3 separate regions of the Mus musculus genome follow, and regions 1 and 2 are each linked to region 3. The links are chromatin contacts, called in public HiChIP or PLAC-seq maps. All regions are on one chromosome and are shown on one strand. Each heading gives the region's core, a stretch centred on a gene start, on an enhancer-like site or on the middle of the called end of the contact. The rest is flanking DNA. Distances are from core to core; before and after follow the strand shown.

Evidence for each region. HiChIP or PLAC-seq counts read pairs in DNA pulled down with a chosen protein or histone mark.
Region 1: an H3K27ac HiChIP or PLAC-seq map of embryonic stem cells shows a contact between it and region 3, with 5 times the contacts expected there. The contact joins two enhancer-like sites. A contact is called at or near these places in 8 of 115 datasets of contacts at active chromatin or transcription factors (embryonic stem cells and stem cell-derived neural progenitor cells) and 2 of 9 other capture datasets (embryonic stem cells and liver).
Region 2: a contact with region 3 is called in an H3K27ac HiChIP or PLAC-seq map of embryonic stem cells, with 2.8 times the contacts expected there. The contact joins the promoter of Cyp2b10 here to the enhancer-like site in region 3. A contact is called at or near these places in 10 of 39 promoter capture datasets (the HPC-7 cell line, HPC-7-derived erythroid cells, embryonic stem cells and 3 more), 1 of 115 datasets of contacts at active chromatin or transcription factors (embryonic stem cells) and 1 of 9 other capture datasets (embryonic stem cells).

What each region holds. Positions count from the first base shown.
Region 1 is chr7:26,705,863-26,708,574 of GRCm38.p6, reverse strand. No RefSeq gene overlaps it. Among named protein-coding and RNA genes, the nearest start is that of Cyp2b23, 21 kb to the right of the region's middle. Within about 2 kb of position 1,359, at least 10 of the 459 cell types and tissues checked have an H3K27ac peak or open chromatin away from gene starts, as enhancers often do. A contact at or near this core is called in embryonic stem cells, where this site is marked.
Region 2 is chr7:25,896,300-25,899,129 of GRCm38.p6, reverse strand. Cyp2b10 (cytochrome P450, family 2, subfamily b, polypeptide 10) reads right to left here and starts at 1,472. Exons shown (of 9, transcript NM_009999.4): 1 at 1,275-1,472. The coding sequence starts at 1,445.
Region 3 is chr7:26,385,493-26,388,197 of GRCm38.p6, reverse strand. It overlaps Nlrp9c (NLR family, pyrin domain containing 9C), which reads left to right. Exons shown (of 10, transcript NM_001042612.2): 3 at 2,317-2,705. Among named protein-coding and RNA genes, the nearest start is that of Nlrp9c, 17 kb to the left of the region's middle. Within about 2 kb of position 1,322, at least 3 of the 459 cell types and tissues checked have an H3K27ac peak or open chromatin away from gene starts, as enhancers often do. A contact at or near this core is called in embryonic stem cells, where this site is marked.

The DNA.
Region 1 (2,712 bases), core at 110-2,609, 320 kb before region 3:
AAATTTGCAATTGCTTATGCATATACAACTCATAGAAAAAATGCTGTCCTTTTAAGAAGGTGGTTTTTAGACATTTATTAAATTGTCCTAACTGCCTGGACATTTTTAAAACAATGCCAAGATAAATTTATATCTCAGACAGTCTATAGGCCGTCCATATAAAATAGATTAGATATATAACCTCATTCTTTATATATTCATAACAGTCATGGCTTAAGATAATATTTTCGTATTCTTAAAAATTGTGCATGTATAATTCTTTCCTTTTAGTGTCCTCAGTTACTACTTGTTTCCACATAATAGTGTTAATTCTTGAGGACTTTTACTTAATAATTTGCTACAAATAAATGCTCTTATTTCTAGTTAATAAATAAATAAATAAATAAATAATGCACATGTGACTCTTAATAACTTTTCAAGCTTTCTAGTTATAACCGCTCCTTAAGAAAAATGATTAGAAGTGCAATTAGTCACTGCCCCTTTACAGCCAAGTATTTAAAATGTTTTCTCAACAAGTTATTAATTCAAAAGGTTAGATATTGTGAAACTTTAAAAATTTAACTTCTTTAAAGACAAAAAAGAGAAAAATTGTATCCCCATACATGGTATTTAGTGCATTCCCATGCACACTATTTAAATCATACCTTTATTTTCAAAATTTGAAATTTAAATGTCAAAGAATTTAATAAATACTTTATAGTATCTTAAAAGGATCTACTTATTGGCTTATAGATTGATCCTAAAACAGCTACCTTATTAGGAAAGGGAAAAACAGGTTCTCTCCACAGAACGCTGCAAAAGCATATTGGTTAATTCGTGTGACAAGCTGGCAGGTAAGTTGACTCAGTGTCCTGATTGAAATGACTAAGAAACTAAATTAGATTCATGTTTTAGATCCATCCTTGCTTGCCATTTTTCCGGTTTAGACTAGCCTTTTAACTTTATGGCAATAGTACATCAGAGACTGTATATTCTGACTTAGTGAGATTAGTCATTTAATAGAGTCATAATGATTTTTCTCTTTTCTTCAGTGTGACCAGTCATTCTAACTCAATCTTAGACTGGTCGAATATTCAGTCCAATATTAGAGATTCCTATATTCTTAATTACCTAGCAAAGTTAATTCAGAGCACATCCCCCACTTCCAGAGAGTCTCTGGCCTTCTGAGCTTAAGCGTTGCTAATTTGCAACTGAATAAAGTACCTGGACTTCCCCAAAGAGGATGTGCATTGCTACTTTCTCATTGCCTAGATCTTGTTTTTTTTTTTTTTTTTTTTTCAAGCAGGTCAATCAACATCCTCTGGCCTGACAGAAGCGGGTGAACATCCCCCGCCCCCGAGGGCGTATATCCACGCCCCTGAGGGCGTACATTCCCGCCCTCGAGAGCATACAGGTGGCAACTGTTATATTCATTTCAAGGACATTCCAGCACCGTGGTTTTCGGTCTAAGTTAAAATTTAGGTTTACCAAGAGGGCTAAAAAAGGCAGATATTTCTAATACTAAAAGAGATTGGTTTTTATTCTGATAGACAGGCTTAGTCCCTTAGCTGGCCTCTGGTTTTCCACCCTTGCTGTTACTGCAAGGTCCCCTTAGTTCCTCAGGCTGTGGGAATAACAGAGATGAGGAGGATGACTTCCAGCTCCTATTTTAGCCAAAAGCCACAGGTGTGGGTCGTGACAGCACCCATGGGAGGAATCAGGTCAATTTCCACCCAAGCCAAGGTTAAAAGCCCACTCATCTACGGATGAGAAAATCATTTGATCACCTCAGTTAAGCATGGCCTTATTAAACTTAATTAATGGGGGGGGGGGAGAGGTTAGAGACTGTACTGTTGGAAGGGCAAGCCCTTCACAGCCTCCCACCCTAAAAAAGCCAATTGGCCTTGTACTACGGAGCCAGTCATAACCCCCTTCTCCTTGTTCCCCGCCTGTCATCCAAAAATGCGGAGGAATAGCCACTCAGTGTTATTCATAATAAAGTGCATTTCAAATTCATACAGTCAACTTTCGCCAGGGTTCCAACGCCCTACTTAAAATTCAACTAGAAAGTTACCTATTCAGTACTAATTAGCATTATAAAGTCAGAGACTACAGCCCAGGGCTATTCTGTTAGTTGTTTACTAGGACAGAAAGGACAGTCTTATCCAGACACGGTTTACCATAAGAAAAGTTAGGAAATTCCACGGAGACGGGCTTTTTCTTTAGCCCTAAGAATTTAGGCAGAACTATTGAGTATAGATAATTTTTTTTTGCCTCAGGCAAGCCTTTTCTTTTCTTTTTTATTATTAACAACAGGGAGGAGATGTAACCTCCCCCAGCCTGAAACCTGCTTGCTCAGGGGTGGAGCTTGCTGCTCAATCATTCTGCCACGCCCACTGCTGGAGCTTGTGGCTTTGCTGTTCCGAAGCCATCATGTGTTCACCTGTAACCTTACTCCAAGATTATTTGTCGGGAATTGGGCCCCCTTCCCCTGCTTCATAACTGTGTGCAGAATAGTAAAATTGAGCTTTGATATGGATAACTGTCTTAGCTCCATCATTATCTCGCGCCGCCTAGCCCCTCTTCTCTTCCAGGTTTCCAAAATGCCTTTCTAGGCTAGAACCCAGACCTGTGATCTGCTGGCCGGACACAACAGAGAAATAGGGGAACTTTAAAAAATGTATTCACTTTACATCTTGATCACTGTCCCCCATTCTCAGTCAACCCCTATAA
Region 2 (2,830 bases), core at 223-2,722, 490 kb after region 3:
ATCCTTTTGCTTCATACTAAGTTATCTCCAAGAAATAAACCACACATCAACCCACCCTGAACGACCCTAACTAAACTCAGTGGGTAAAAACATAAAAGGGGCATCAAGGTAGGAAGAGGCATGTTGGCCAAAAGAAGGGTTTCTGTGAGAGAAAGAGGGAAAGGAGGGGTCACAGATGACAAAGGTCCAGCATATGTGTACATTGAATTGTCAATGGATTTCTTAAAATAAATCAGGTAGGATGTTGGCTTGACCTTTCCTCACACATGGGAGGCATGTGTTTAAAACATGTGTGGCAGTGTGTGGCGACACACTTATCATTCCAGAGGCTAAGGTAGGAGAATCATGAGTTGGGAACCAACCTAAAAAATAAAAACAGGAGCCGGGCGTGGTGGCCCATGCCTTTAATCCCAGCACTCGGGAGGCAGAGGCAGGTGGATTTCTGAGTTCGAGGCCAGCCTGGTCTACAGAGTGAGTTCCAGGATAGCCAGGGCTATACAGAGAAACCCTGTCTTGAAAAACCAAAAAAATAAAAAATAAAAAAAAAATAAAAACAGGGACAGACCCCATCTCAAAAAATAAGTTAATATAACTGGATTTGCCACTAGTGCTGGGAAGGGGAGGGATCTTTTAAAAGCCAGGTGGTAACAAATACAAGGTTCAAAAGTGTGATCTCCACAGCTACGGCGAAGAACAGAGGGATGGGACTTATAGTCACTACCTCAGCTCTCTCATGAAAGGCAGGATCACGGATGCTGATTACAGATGCTGTAAGCAAGTGGTAATTAAACATGAAACACTGTGTGTGAAGCACCAATATAGACACTGATAGGTCAGTGCCAAGCCAGGGGCTGGAATAAACTGATAACACTCCTACCCACCCCTCCTCCTGTTCTGCCTCTCTTCCCCTTTGTCCTAGAACACCTCAGGCTAATCTCTTGCTGGCAGAAGCAAGCCTTCATGTTGATGCCTCTGATATTTTTCTTTCTCTTCTGGAACAGACAAGCTCCAAGGAGTGAAATTCTGCACGCTCACACCTCAACGCCTCTACGCCTCTCGAAGCCCAAGCACAAGTGCCCCCACACAACTCCAACGTAGCAAGATTTGCCTGTCTATCTGAGTACCATCCACCACAAATCAGCATCTCACCCTCCCCTCAGCAACCTTCCCACCTGAACCTACACCGTGGAAGGAGTCTCTTGCTCTTCCTGATGAGTGACCTCCGAAAACAAAAGCAGGGGGAAACCCACACTAAGACCTCATATTGTTCTCACCTGAATAAAAGACTTGAGGAGGCCTCCTCTGTCCATCTGCAAGAGGTTCCCCAAGAGGGGCAGGGGACGGGGTCCTGGTGGGAAGTTGCCACGGGACTTTGGGTGTCCCCTGGCTAAGAGTAACAAGAAGCCCACAAGGAGAGCAAGGAGGAGCAGGACACTGGGCTCCATGGTCCTGGTCTAACCAATGTTGACTTCACTCCACGCTCCAGCAGGATCTTTTATGCTGGCCCCGCCTCTCCACTCAGTTATGCAACTTCAGCTGTTCCCGCCTCCTGTCTCTCATTGTCCAGAGCGTGAGGAGCCATAGCAACTCCCTGCTTTGGCTGCTCACTCCTCATTCCCTTACCCTCACTGTAGATGTTGGCAAGGACACCATGAAACAGATACATAGGACAAAAGGGCACTGGGAGTGATGCTTCTTGTTTTATGGAGGTGGGTGTGCCCTTGTCAGCTCAGTTTTGTCTGTTCACTTACTGGGACAAGAGACTGCGGGTGTGCTGTACGCTTTTAATACCTGAAAGGTCATTTCTGAGATGAATGTACGGATGTGTATTTCTGTGTCTGAGTCTAGATGTGCTACCTAATCTATTCTTACATGTCTGGGGTGTATTTACATGTCTAATCTTAAATTATGGAGGCCTCTCTGTATGTTCTTTATGTCCTGGGTAAACGTGATTACATTTGGCTTGACAAGAGTAGTGTCCCATGATCTTTTGTTTGTCTCTGCCTGTTCATTCCCTGATCCAGGTTTTTTTAAGGTCTGCAGATATAATTTCTCCAGAGCCCCCATTTCACTCTCTGGCCCATGATAGCCATAGATGGGAGAAAAGGGAGGAGAAAAAAGGAGAGGCAAGAGAGTAGTGAGGCTCAGAAGTCAGGTGGACAGAGGCGAAACCTGGCAGAGCAGATGGAGCTCCTGGGTTTCTGGACTGGCTAGCTTTTGTGTCAACATGACACATGCTGTAGTCATTTGAGATGAGGGAACTTCAATTGAGAGAATATATCCATAAAATCACACTGAAGGCAAGCCTTTAGAGTGTTTTCTTAATCAGCGATTGGATGTTGGAGGGCCTAAGTCACCGTGGGAAATTTCATCCCTGGACTGGTGATCCTGGGTTCTATAAGAAACCAGGCTGAGCAAGCCATGATGAGTAAGCAGCATCCCTCCATGGCCTCTGCATTGCCTCCAGCTTCCTGCCTTGTGTTCCTGCCCCGACTTCCTTGGATGATAAACTATAAATTGCAAGCAAAATATATCCTTTCCTCCCCAAGTTGCCTGTAGAAGTTTTATCACAGAAATAGAGACCCTAACTCAGATTGTCTCTGACCACTGTGTCTAAGGACAAATGGTTCCACTCATCCTCCTTGTTGTTTTCACAGCACAGGAAGTTCTCTGACCTTCCCTCTTGCTAAAAGGAAATAAAAAGCTAAGAGGGAAATAGAAAGTTCTTAATTAGCCCACCAGTACAGGGGTAACATTGATCCGCTCAGAACATGTTCTATTTCGAATGCAAAAATCTGTCTCAGAAGTTCATGTTTCAACACTATACCTA
Region 3 (2,705 bases), core at 73-2,572:
ATTGCCAATTTAAAACTAATTTTCTAGTAACCAGTGTTACACCTTTTTTTATCATAGCCAATAACTTTATAAGCTAATACTCTACGATGAAGACACACAGAGCATATTACACTTCTAAGTCCAGTAAAAAAACCAAATGAAGCGGCTACACGAGTCTTACAAATTTAGACCAATCAAAGAATTTTAATTTTTTTAGCTATAATTATAAGATAAAAAAGCACTTTGTCATTTGCTAAACACATTAATCACAATTGCAGAGAACCCTCCAGGCAAAAAACCATCTATCAGCTTTTTTGCCCCAAAACTAAGAGGCTGCAGACTCCCTTTCTCAAAAAACTGTTTTTCCAGCTGGAGTTCTCCTGCTGTGCCTGATCCTGGCTAAAGCGTGGCCACTCTCTTGCTAAACCAGCAGATAAAGTTTTAGCCATCTTTATTTTCCAACATGAAACACAGAACATTCAGTCATTCAGACAATGAAACAAAACACACATGAATCGACACGTAATCGGTGCACCAGACATTAGACAACACAAAGAGGCCAGAGAACTTCTGCTGTAGAGGCAGAGAGAATAAAGCAGGGCTTCCCTCAAATTCTCTCTGTCTCTGGGAGAGTTTCAAAATCCATTTTCCTCTATATATTTTACTCCATCATTTTAAGCCCTATTCCTCTAGCCTGATGCAGTTCTCGACTGTGGACAACTGCCTGTTTCATCATTTTAAACCCTATTCCTCTCGCCTGAAACAGCTTTTAAAAGCTGCAGACAACTACCTGATTCACAGTTTCTAGTCCTACACATATTTCACTGTCAAATCCTAAATGGAAAAAGTGCCGGGTTAGCACTGTTCCAAACTTAGCCCGTATCCTTCCGTACCTCCAGCAACACTTTTTTTTAAAAATGAAGTTTAAAGCCAGCGCTAGCGTAAATACCTGTTGCTCACCATGCCAATACGATCTCTGATTCTTTCCTTCCCTTGGAGCTCCATACAAGACAGCAATTCCCTCAGTGTTTTCCCGCCATTCCCAAGGTCCCTGGCTCAGACGCCAATCTGTTGTATGGCAGCCTGTGACCTACTTGAACCGGGTACTCCTGGGAGGCAGGCTGGGGCTGAAAGAGACTTAGACGGTGAGAGATTATTGGAGACCAAGACATGATTCTGTTCAAGGCCCGCCAGTTTACTAAGAGAGTGTGCTTACAAGGGGGGGAAGGCCCATCCATCCCCTGCCAGTCCATTCTTGGTGTCTGGAGCCAGCCTGTACGCGACATGCAGGATAGGATATTCCTCTGGAATATCTCAGGTGCTTCTCAGCAGATAGCAGTGTCTTGCAGAGAGCAGTGGCAGGTGACAGAACAAAAGAGCCATCTAGGTTGGAAGGTTCCACCCTAGGTAATCTCCTTAGTAGCAGCAAGGTCAAAGTCTGGATCAGCCTGCTTCAGGGCTGAGGGAGGCTACAAGTTAGGAAAATTTTAGACTAAATAGAAACAATCTGAGTCGTACCTCATAAAAACATGTAAAAATGAAATACTTACAGATTTTTTTCCTGGGAGGTACCATGCCCCTTTGTAAATTTGAAATGCGATAAATACACAGAATTCATGCTTTACAGTAGCTGCTGTTCAGAGGTGAGTTATAAGTTTGGTCACAAAGCTTTTAAAGACAATATATGAAATATAACCATGGATATGAGAAAACCACCAACTGAGAGTCTGCAGTGAGGGACCCATGTTGGGTACCAAGATAATTCTGACTAGTTATTTCTCTTTGTGAATTAAAGCATGTAAAAGCAGGAAGAATTCTAGGGAATGTGAAATCAAAGTTTATTGGTACTATAGAGTTGTCAGGTAGAGAAGGAGTCCTACATACAATTGACTCTAGAGGGGATCCAGGTTTTTCATTCTTTTAACTGTCCCTGCCTTCTGAGGACTTCCTTTTTCTATTGGCCTTGAATGTTCATATGCCATATCTAGCATGGGGATTGGAGGCCCAGCATGGAACGAATTGTATGCAATAGTATTTTCTACCTAGAGATGTGGGTATAGAAAGAACTGGTTGGGTGGTTAGGGTTGGGTGGGGCCCTAACCATTCTGTTTGTAGTTCAGTGGGAAAGAAAAACCTACACCAGGTTCACAGGAATTGAAATGGGAAGTTATTGCAGGAGAAGGTGAGGGTGGTTTTCCTTTTATTTGCTCACCTCAGAACCCATGGTCATGCAGAAGTATAGATTATTCATTAGACATGTATTTAGGAGATACTCTGATTCATTCTTAGGACTATTCTATTCCTAATTGCCCTGTATTCTGATTTCATCAAACCCAGATAAACAAAATAAATACAAAGAGTTTATGAAGAATTTATTTCAATACATATGGACATCTGAGACCAACACTTATATGCCTGATAGAAGCTACAACACCATTATAGATCGTCAATACAAAGCATTACTGGACATATTTGATTCTGAGTCAGACCCAGCTACTGCAGTTGTATTAGGTACTAGAGGAAAAGGAAAAACAGTTTTTTTAAGAAAAGCAATGTTGGATTGGGCATCAGGAGTTTTACTGCAGAACCGGTTTCAGTATGTTTTCTTCTTCTCTGTCTTCTCACTTAACAATACCACAGAGTTAAGCTTAGCTGAGCTTATCTCAAGTAAATTGCCTGAGTGTTCTGAGACACTGGATGACATTTTATCCAATCCAAAGAGAATC